Linked DNA regions of Zea mays: all the other regions are linked to region 2. Evidence: chromatin contacts called from public Hi-C data. All regions are on one chromosome and are shown on one strand. The core of a region is the stretch at or near the end of the contact, and the rest is flanking DNA. Distances in the headings are between cores, read along the strand shown.

Evidence for each region. A called contact is a pair of places that touch in the nucleus more often than the background predicts.
Region 1: a contact with region 2 is called in a Hi-C map of leaf, with 4 times the contacts expected there. The contact joins the promoter of LOC100193188 here to the promoter of LOC100382459 in region 2. A contact is called at or near these places in 2 of 25 Hi-C or Micro-C datasets (bundle sheath and leaf).
Region 3: a Hi-C map of leaf shows a contact between it and region 2, with 5 times the contacts expected there. The contact joins the promoter of LOC542460 here to the promoter of LOC100382459 in region 2. A contact is called at or near these places in 9 of 25 Hi-C or Micro-C datasets (bundle sheath, ear, endosperm and 3 more).

The regions. Positions count from the first base shown.
Region 1 is chr1:286,540,574-286,544,204 of Zm-B73-REFERENCE-NAM-5.0, forward strand. LOC100193188 reads left to right here and starts at 1,664. Exons shown (of 10, transcript NM_001138343.1): 1 at 1,664-2,050; 2 at 2,142-2,271; 3 at 2,749-2,943. The coding sequence starts at 1,725.
Region 2 is chr1:286,378,082-286,381,648 of Zm-B73-REFERENCE-NAM-5.0, forward strand. LOC100382459 (Peroxidase 73) reads left to right here and starts at 2,035. Exons shown (of 3, transcript NM_001175200.1): 1 at 2,035-3,137; 2 at 3,354-3,519. The coding sequence starts at 2,631.
Region 3 is chr1:286,237,076-286,240,429 of Zm-B73-REFERENCE-NAM-5.0, forward strand. LOC542460 (CK2 protein kinase alpha 2) reads right to left here and starts at 1,808. Exons shown (of 10, transcript NM_001112016.2): 1 at 1,447-1,808. The coding sequence starts at 1,682.

The sequences.
Region 1 (3,631 bases), core at 414-2,913, 160 kb after region 2:
AGCCTTCAACACGATGCATGAATTATTTATGTTTCATTAGTTAATTTATTTACTTTAAATGTGATTATTCATATGTTTTAATGAATAGAGGGCAATACATATAAGGAGATGAATTCTTCTCTTTTATTATCCACAAGTTGAGTATTACATGTGCTGCCGACAAGCTATAAGCTCCATCGATCTATAACCTGATAACCTGATGCTCCTTTGCTTGTTTAGCTGATTACGCTTCATTCAAGGTTTTCTTTTCTTTGGCGGCTGTGGACGAGGAGCAGACGACGGGGAACAACATCAAGGTGATTGAAAGCCCCAGCTCCCTGAATCTGAAATTTATATCTATATGACGTAAAACGTAATTTCAGGAAGTAGGTAGAATGGTAGGTGTTACTTTTTTTGGTGGTGTGATCTAGTGCTTAGCTAGCGATCAAACTGCCCGACCCATTTGCATGCTTGGAAATGTTTTGTTTCCTGCAACCTATGCCCATTCTATGTTCTCCACAACATGCATGTGTGTTTCTTCCCTTTTCACAATTGTCTTGTAGTACTCTCTGTGGATAGCTATTCACGAAGAGATTCACATCCTTATGTTTTTAAAATTGCCAAACATTTACCACATCAATCCCTTTTGCCTGGTAAATCTGCAACATGTCCACTTGTGCTACATTTTTTTGCCACATTTTAGGTTTGATTCTTCCATGCAAGTTCGACTTGCTCAAATATGGATTCTGCTCACATAAATCCTGAATCAACAACAATGCAATGCTTATGTCTACATATGGACTTATTCTTTGTCTCCAACACAACATGCTCTGGAACAGAAGTAATAAAGTACATAAAAATCGACAATCTAAATATTCCTACCTAATATATCAGGACGATCTTATTAATAATTCTAATGAGTTATCTTAGAATTTTGAATTGAATCAAAAAAATCTATATTGTGCCCACTCAAGGAAAGTAGATGTAGATAGAGGCTTATACCCTCAGAAAAATACACCGGCTTCTTAAATTAAAACGTAAAAAAGATTTTTTTGTTATGTCGGGAAATAATTTTCTAGAATAACCAATGTTCGATAGGCACCTAATTCTTATGTCATAATAGATCCGAACACTTGTCTCGGATTGACTTCAATATATAATTGCTCCAGTGAATAACTAAAAAAATAGAAGGACGATAAATACTAAAGAAAAGGACTAATCATAATATCTATCTTTAAAAGATTCAATAAAAAGACAGTTGGCGGGTCTCTTTGTATATCTTGTCCGGAAAGAGGAGGACTTGATGATTATTGCCTACTTGCCTCTGCGTGGAGCCTGGTAGGAGAACGCGACGAGTCAACCCTAAAAGGCTAAACTCTTGAGAAACGTTGTTGAGCTTGGCCGCTTGGGCCTTTGCTTGGTACCCGTTAAACTATTCGGCGTTCGGTTAACCGAACTGAGAACCCGGTTTTTAGTATTTTATTCGGTTCTATGTAACCTATGCCCAGAATAAAAACCGAACCCTGAAATATCTGTTTGTTCTGTTCGGATCCCGGGTTCTTCGGGTTCGTTTTCAGTCTCGTTTTTTTTTTGGCCCGGTCCTAGTGCCGAGCGCTCGCTGAAAGGCCTCCGTGCATTGCTTTTGCTCTCGCAGACGTGCTCGCACGCGGCGGCGAGCCCGATAGATTGACTGAATTGAGCCCTACGACCCTCAATCTCCCCCGCACGCCCGCGCCGCGGTTTCTATGGCCTGGGGCGCCCTGCGCAGCCGTGTCCTTCCGCTCCCGGCACCCGCCGCCACCGCCGCGCCCCACGGTCTCTTCCTACGCTTCCTTCTCTCCACCGCGGTCCCGCACCACGGGCACCACCACCGGCGCCGCCGCCTCGCCCCCACGGCCTACGCCGCCGCCGCGGCAGCTGCGGCTGAGGCGCCGCTCCCCATGACGCCGCGCTTCGGGCGGGCCACGCGGCAACCCGGTGGCGCCGCCTCGGTGGCGCGCGTCTACGCCGACGCTAACGCCCAGCGCCCCAAGGAGTACTGGGACTACGAGTCGCTCGACATCCAGTGGGGGTAGGCGCACGGAGCTGGAGCTCGGCTTTACACTGTGATCCCCAGATTTGAATGGTGTAAGGTTTTATTTCTGATGCGTCTGTCCGTGCAGGAAGCAGGATGGGTACGAGGTGCTGCGGAAGGTGGGGAGGGGGAAGTACAGCGAGGTGTTCGAAGGGTTCCGGGCCGGGAGCGATGAGAGATGCGTCATTAAGATCCTGAAGCCCGTGAAGAAGAAGAAGGTCAGCTTTGCTTTTACAATGCTCTGTTGCGGTGGTTGTCACATTTCTGGCAACCAGCTATACGGATGGAATCATAAATATGACATACAGGGACTGCCTTGTAGAGCCACATTGGACTACACCAATGTCTTCCAGTCTCAGCTGATTCTGTGTTAGGCTTGAGGATTATCTAGCTGGCTAGTTGCTTCTACTACTTATCCACTTAGGACGCCAAAGGGCATGAGGCAGTGTGGTTTGGAGACATTGTAGCTTCAAATCACTCTCATATAGCCATGTCATCTTGCACGCACGTCTGTATAGGAGTTTGTCCATGCAAAATTGTGATTTTCTTTTTATTTGATCCATTTTAGGCTTACACGATATGCTTTTCAGCTGTAGAGATATTTTGATTTTTATCTTTTTTTTTCCTTCTATTTTTTTGCTTAGATTTGTGTGACATCGTAACGATTCATGTGGATGTCTTTTATGATGATTCAGATAAAGAGGGAAATAAAGATACTTCAGAACTTATATGGAGGGCCTAACATTGTAAAACTACTTGATATTGTCAGAGATGATGAATCAAAGACACCTAGTCTGATCTTTGAACATGTCAACAACACTGACTTCAAAGTACTCTACCCTGCGTTATCTGATTATGATATCAGATACTATATTTTTGAATTATTGAAGGCAAGAATCTGAACCTCGAAAGTGCTCATATCTCTTGCTTATGTGATCTTGTTCATGGTTCAGCTATTTCATTTTTTGTTTCTTTTTCATGATATACCTGTTTGATTCTGAGGACCTTTGCAATCAATGTAAAATTAAATTCTATTATTTTTCTTGCAGGTCACTGACCTTAGAAATTTTATGAGTTCCATTAGGCTGATAAGTATGCTTTGATTTATGTTATTTTAGCTAATATAGTTTATAAATATAAGGCATATCGTAACAGAGGTAAACCTCTTAATGCCATGCAACTTACTTGGTGTAACTTGTTAGCCCCTTTGATCTTATTGTGCACACAGAAAAAAGATAACAAATTTTATGAGATAGTTCCTTGCCTTTGTTTGCATAAGTACTTTGGCCGATAAGCTGGTGTTGACTAATCATTGTATGTTGATTAGTGGATATTAGAATATGGTACCTCTGCATCTGTTTGGAGCTTTAGATGCTCTCATTGAGTATTGAGTCACTTATGGAACAGCAATTGAACCTGCAGAAAATAATGCAGATGACTTACAATACCTTATTTTCTTGAATATCACAGTTCATAAATTATTATTAGATTATGATTAGTCATTGACATATACTCCCTCTGTCCGCAAAAGAATGCAACTATGACATTTGTGCCCGTTTAAGTAGTTCAAATTTGACC
Region 2 (3,567 bases), core at 785-3,284:
GGCTATTTATTACACAAGCTTCTCAAGGCAAGTTTCTTTGGAGAAACGCTACTCAGGGTGCAGGTGCAGCTCGCTCTTTACGTAGCCACTGTACTTATCAAAGGAAGAGTCCAATGCAGGACCGACCTCTTTGCGAAGCATGTGGTCGATAGTCCAGTCTTTTTTTGCGGTCCTTGCCGTGCGCCAGAAGAAACAACTGAACACATCTTCTTCAACTGCCCCAAGGCCATCCAACTCTGGGAAAAAAGCCATTCAGGCCACTTTTCCCGCAACCAGGAACATGTTTGTGCCTACGGGGGGGACGTTTTACAGCACTCACTCTGAACTCTGAAGATGAGCAACAACATGCCAGCAGAACAGCGCAGCATGCTCGTCGCCCTTCGCTGCTGGCAGATTTGGAAGAGAAGGAACGCGACGGTCTCTTTCGCAACGAGACAAGCTCCCCACTACGCCAGCTTCTGATCTCTAGTGCAGCCGAGAGCCGAAGCACATTCCTCGCCATTGCCCATGAATGGCGCGCACCAACCGATAGAGCGACCAGGACCAGATAGCGCACGCGCGCATTCGCTGAATGAAAAGTGCTGGCGGGTGCCGTGGCCCGTGGCAGACCTGGCGCTCCGCCCCCGTGATGGGCAAAAGACTGGGGGAGACTCGGGAGCTAGCCGCCCATGGCGCATGGCCTATCCGGTTTGGTAGGAGGGCCAGTCCGCAACAACCCGAGGGGAACTGGGAAGGGGATCGACAGCTGAACTGAAACATCAGAAGCCGTGGCTCATTTTCTGCCAACACCCGGCGAACCGCGGTTGAAAACTTGAAATTGTCCCGTCACCCCGCTACTTGGGCCGCGTGGCGTGGGCCTGATCCAGATCCAGGCCCCGCTAGCCGCTACTGGCGAGTCTGTCCGATCAGAGAGGCAGGGACCGCGTCGGACCCGACCGGTCAGGAAGTTATTATGCGGGTGTGGCTGGGCCGCTGACGTTAGCTGCCCGTTAATCGCCACCAAAGGATCATCGGATGGTGAAAAAGACAGACAGCGACTGCAGGTGGCCGTTAGCATCAGCCATCAGAGTTATCAGACAAGCCAACACAATCGCCCGTTGACGCCTCTGCTTGGGGTTGGGGTCTCGGGTAAGTGGATGTTAACATCAAACACCAACGTTCAAAAAACACCGCCACTTCCATTAATCCCTTCGCCCGTTGCACTGCAATTGCCCGCCTCGGTAGTGCGCCGCGCCCGGGCTGCTTCTGACAAATTTACAGGAGGACCGAAAAGAAGTAGTACTCTCCTACTGTGACAATGTTCTGGGGAAAAAAGAAGGCACGCGACGCTGATGCATGCTTGCTACGATCCAAGGCGCCCAGGGGGCAGCACGATGGTCGAATAAGCAACGGGACTCTTTCAGGTACACGCCACTTTTTTTGCGCCGCCATGGGCCCCTAGGAGCTACTAGGCCACACCAATTATCGCGACTACTACTAGCACCAGCCGCTACCAGCGGCGGATTCTGGACGTCTTCCTTCCAATCATAAAAACCTACTACCTGCCCCGGGATGCAGGCCAAGCGCCTGGCCTTGGACGCACTCGCGTTTCCGGATGCGCAGAGACGACGACACAACACAACTATCTGCTGCTGCCTCGAACCGTCGAGTCACGCAGCCGCGGTGACCATATGCCATGCCGCGTGATACATGTGCAATCCCTTGCGCCTGTGTTACCGCGAGGTCCCGTAACCGTAACCTACGGACCGAGCCTTGCTTTCAGTTTATCCGAGTTGGATTGGATCAATCAAGTCTTGTTTCCAGCTTCCGTGACGGTACTACACCACATCCCAGGACACGCCAACCAAAAAAAAAAGTTTCAGTTTACTTGTTCGCTTGCCCTTCTCGTGAGATCTCTGTATTATCAGCACTGTGCCACTGCCACCACGGGAGTAGCGACGAGCACAGTAGTACGTACTGGCATTGTTACTTGTGCCCTGCCCCCACTGCTTGCAAAACGCAAGCCCTTGGTCAGTTGGTCTCGCGCGCGCGCACCAACCACGCCATGTGGAGGTTGCGATCGCAGCGCACACATGTTCGCGTCGCCGGCGGCCAGCTAGCCATGCCGCATACGCCCACCGGACCGGACACGCAGGGCGCATGTGTCTCCGCAGTCGCACCGCACGGGCCCCGCTCTCGCCATCCGCCCTAGCGCACGCATCTCGGCGCGTGCCCCCAACGGAGCCGTCCATGACGTACCGCGCGCCGCCGCCTCCGCGCATTAAAAACCATCGATCACTGACCGGCTCCCGAGGAGACTTGGCTTGTACTGCATCGCAAACCGCAATCGCACGCGGCACTTGCCCCCCGCGATCATAACCTCACCGCCCGCCACCAGCTGCAGCCACAAGCGCAGCGCTCGACAGCCTCACCAGCCGCCATCACTCGCGGCAGTACCCGGCCGCTGGGACTGCAAGAGTGGGGAGTGAGACGCTGCTGCTGTTGCCGAGCGCGAGGAGACACTACTACTCACTCAAGAGTCAAGACTCAACAGCAGCAGGGGCGACCGAGCTCTGCGTGCGTGGGGAGAACCGGAGAAGGCAGCAGAGGAGGGAGGGAGGGAGCGCGTGGACCAGGCTAGGCGCAGCAGCATGGGCGCCGGGATCAGGGTCCTGGCGGCGCTCTTGGCGGCGCTCGCGGCAGCCACCGCCGGCGTGACGGCGCAGCTGCGGCAGGACTACTACGCGGCGGTGTGCCCGGACCTGGAGAGCATCGTGCGCGCCGCGGTGTCCAAGAAGGTGCAGGCGCAGCCCGTCGCCGTGGGCGCCACCATCCGCCTCTTCTTCCACGACTGCTTCGTCGAGGTGCGCGCTTCCTCTTCCTCTTCCTCGACGACTGCCTGTGTTTCTGACGGACCGGGGCGACTGGCGATGCTTCAACTTCCCGCGTGCATGCAGGGCTGCGACGCGTCGGTGATCCTGGTGTCCACGGGGAACAACACGGCGGAGAAGGACCACCCGAGCAACCTCTCCCTGGCCGGCGACGGCTTCGACACCGTCATCCAGGCCAAGGCGGCCGTGGACGCCGTGCCGGCGTGCGCCAACCAGGTGTCGTGCGCCGACATCCTGGCGCTGGCCACCCGGGACGTCATTGAGCTGGTACCATACCACACGTCCTCTCCTAGCACACGCGGCGCGGTCCAATCAATGCCCGGCACAGATCGCACCCACCTTTCTTCTTCCGGACCCCCAAAGCTCCCGAACTTTGGAGGATTCCCCTGGGATGCGGAAGCGGAGCCTACTAGTAAAGCGTAGCGTAGTAGGACAGCAGCACTACAGGGTACAGGCTCTCTGATCCTCGATCGGTTCGCGCAGGCTGGCGGGCCGTCGTACGCGGTGGAGCTGGGGAGGCTGGACGGGCTGGTGTCCATGTCCACCAACGTCGACGGCAAGCTGCCGCCGCCGTCCTTCAACCTGGACCAGCTGACGAGCATTTTCGCCCTCAACAACCTGTCGCAGGCCGACATGATTGCTTTATCTGGTGAGCAAATTACTACCGCTCCAGTGCGTTCTTCTTTTTTCCCCCTTC
Region 3 (3,354 bases), core at 558-3,057, 140 kb before region 2:
GAGTAGAAATTGAATCTGTACTGTCCGTGCAAGTTCAATGGAGAAGACATGTATCCTAAACTAAAATTGCTGAAATAAAAGTTACTGAAAATGCAATTAGTTTTTTCCTATAGGTCTCCACAAGTATCAAAAGAAAGAAGACAACAAATAATTAGCCACCCCCTAAGGTTTTTATCAAGACAATAATACTTCACCACGAACTAGCAAAACCATTTAGAAGAACTTCCACTAAGTCTCAACTCTCAACAACCTACTCGATGCCATAGTGTAGATGATTTCCAGTAGCGAAGGGACAATGGCCTACATGTTTTTGGTACTTGCTTAAGAGTTTCAGCATGAATCAGGGACACCCATAAAGACTTAGCAACTGGAATTAGCATGTTTAGTGATCCACGTACCTCGTACTCTCAATTTGGTGAAGAGTTCAGTTGTGCCTTAATTCTAAAAAGAAAAGGTTTCAACTCAGTCCTATCACCGAGAGTCAACTGATATGTCGTTACACTTAATAGACGTGTTTTTGCGGATCAATGCACAATAATCTCAAAAGTCAAAACACTAGGAACTATTTAGCTTAATCCTGTAACTAAAAGAATCCAAAAAATACAACTAAGACCTAATGAACTTTCATATCAGTTTCTATAAACACTAGGACTTAGTTCAGAAACCATCACCTGCTTATATTGCAAGTTACTAGAAGATTAGCTGCACCAAATTGACACAAGTGGAAAAAACTTACCAAGACCTGATAGCAGTAAATCATAACAAAGACTAAAAGGAACGTACACCTTAACCAACCAAGCAAAATAGATAAAATAATTAAATTGTCCTGATAGAGATAAACACCACCATGCCACCAGTACATGGTCAACAACTCAACACTAATTTTTTTGGATAAATGTATAGCAGATATAAGAAGGTGGGGTATAATTCACTTCAGTTTTGAAAATATGGGCTCTATTGTGATATTAGGACCTTCTGCTCCAAATGAACATTCGTACAACATTAGCTGTACACAGATAAAAAGATCATGCTGCTCAACCAGACCATTTAGTCTAGCCAAGATGATCCAAAATCAGCAAGCAAGCCAGACAATACTAACGATCTCACCTAATCCACCGCATGGAGATACAAACGAATCAGCCGAAGCTTAAGCGTGCAAACCGCGCTAGGTGGTGTTACAATCTCTACTATATAACGCACCAGTTTTCCTGGTTCCACAGTTTCAATCGTGTTTGTGCTCCCCAACATTTAAATAATAAAAATGCTAAAATTATGCACAAATAGGGATTCAAATTATAGTTGTTGGCTCTAAACCCAAATTCACACCCACCTAGACAACAGAACACACATGTCTTTGTCTTTTATATTCAATACTTAAGCATAAATGAAAATCGTAACAACGTACAAGCACGCACTTTGCTAGTGTGACGTAACGTAATCACTTACCCCCATTGGACGGTGAGCGCCTCGTAGTCCCAGTACTCCTTGGGACGCAGAACGTTGACGTCGGTGTAGACCTTTGCCTTCGACATGAGGGGCCCGGATCCCGCTGGGGGCGGGGCGGCGCGAGGACGCGGGAGGGCGAGGAAGGAGGACGCGAGCGCCGCTACGACGACGGCAGCCGCGGCAGCGGGCTTGGCGATGCCAGAAGGCAGGCGGTTCCAAGGGGACGCACCGATCATGCAGCGCCCATCGCCGTCGGCGAGGCGGGGCGGGCTAGGGTTTCGGCGGGCGGAAAGGTGGGAGCGACCGTGCGAGACGATGTCACGAGGGAGGAGGTGGAGACGAATTTAGCGTGGCTGCGTGAGGATACCGGTGGACTGGGACCTGGGATGACCGGTCGCTGGAATCTGCTGGCTTTTCGTCGCTATAGGTGATTGTTCGCTGGCGTGGGCCCGACCCTTTCCCTCGGAAGACGCTTTCATACAAGGGCATGCTGTGCTGCCCCGAAGCCCCCGATGCAGGGTCGTGCTGTACCTGACGGTCTATCTAAACATGAACATCTTAATAGATTTTAGATGATTTTTTCTTGAATCTGAATTCATGCTTAACACGTCCTAAAAAAGACGAATCCATACTTAAAAAAGGAAGAAAAAGAAAAACAAGACTGAATTCCTGCTAAACACAACTAAAAGAAGACAAGCTCATGTTTTTTAAAAAAAAGAAAGAAAGAAACGAGCTCGAACTGTCGAACATCACTGAGTATACTGTAGTTGTAGCTACCTATTAACATATGAAAGATTTGCATAAACCAATACCTCCGATTCAAGATGGAAACTGATTTATTTTATCTTAAATCAACATTCCATAACTTCTACACACACACGAGACCAAACTACTATAATTGTTTAGACAACTTACATAAAGTAAAACTATAACTAGAGTACGCATGTGCAGTGGCGGAGCTCCGTAAAATTAACGCTCCGGGCCACTCTACACATATAATGATGTACTACTCCGTCTTTTTATTTTTAGCGTTTTAGTTCAAAATGAACTAGCGGACGATAAATATGTAAGAACGGGGTAGTAACATTTAAAACAATCCAGTGAAACTATGACAGAGAACAATTACTCACAATAGGAGAGAATTACGGGCACATGACAGCAGACAGTCGCTGCCCATTGGCCAGAGAGGCACTTCGCCCTCGCCTATGAATAAGAAAAGAAAGGGAATCAGGTTAAGAAAGTTGTATAGCTTGGAAGAAGATGTAATGGCAGGGGCGAGTTTGCATGGGCGGTGGCGTGGCGCCAGTGCAGGGCGCGCGTGGCTCTGCTGCAGGGTCGTAGGGAGGCTGGAGGGGGACTGGCGGAGGTCGGACCGGTGGTGACAGATGCCTGAGTTAGAGCCTGTCCGGTTGTCTCAGAGGTTACTGCCTTATGCCCTTGCCGGATCCGTGGAGCCCAAAGGCGTGGAGAGTGACTGGAGGGAGGCGGCAGTGCCGCTGGCAACATATGAAGTACAGCCGCACATGTTTGCGAAATAATTGGAAGAGTCTGTGTTTTCGTGACTAGGAGAGGCCGCCAGCGTCAAGCTCAATCGCTGCAAGCAGGATGTCTTTGGAGTCACATTTTTGGGCTGAAATGTATTTTGAACCAAATTTTTTCACTGAAAAAAATATATATACAAGAGGAGTTTTGGGCTGCGCCCCGGGCCACGGCCCAGGTGGCCCGGGGCCCAAATCCGCCCATGCGCATGTGCTTCCATGCCACCTTTGATTATAATAGAGATGTCAATGGGGACCCGATACCCGCTAACCCATGAGAAATTCCCCTATTAGAATACGGTATGGGGCAAAAATTGTCCCAATAGGTATGGATATGGGATAAAATCTCCACCCATTGGGTAAACGAGTA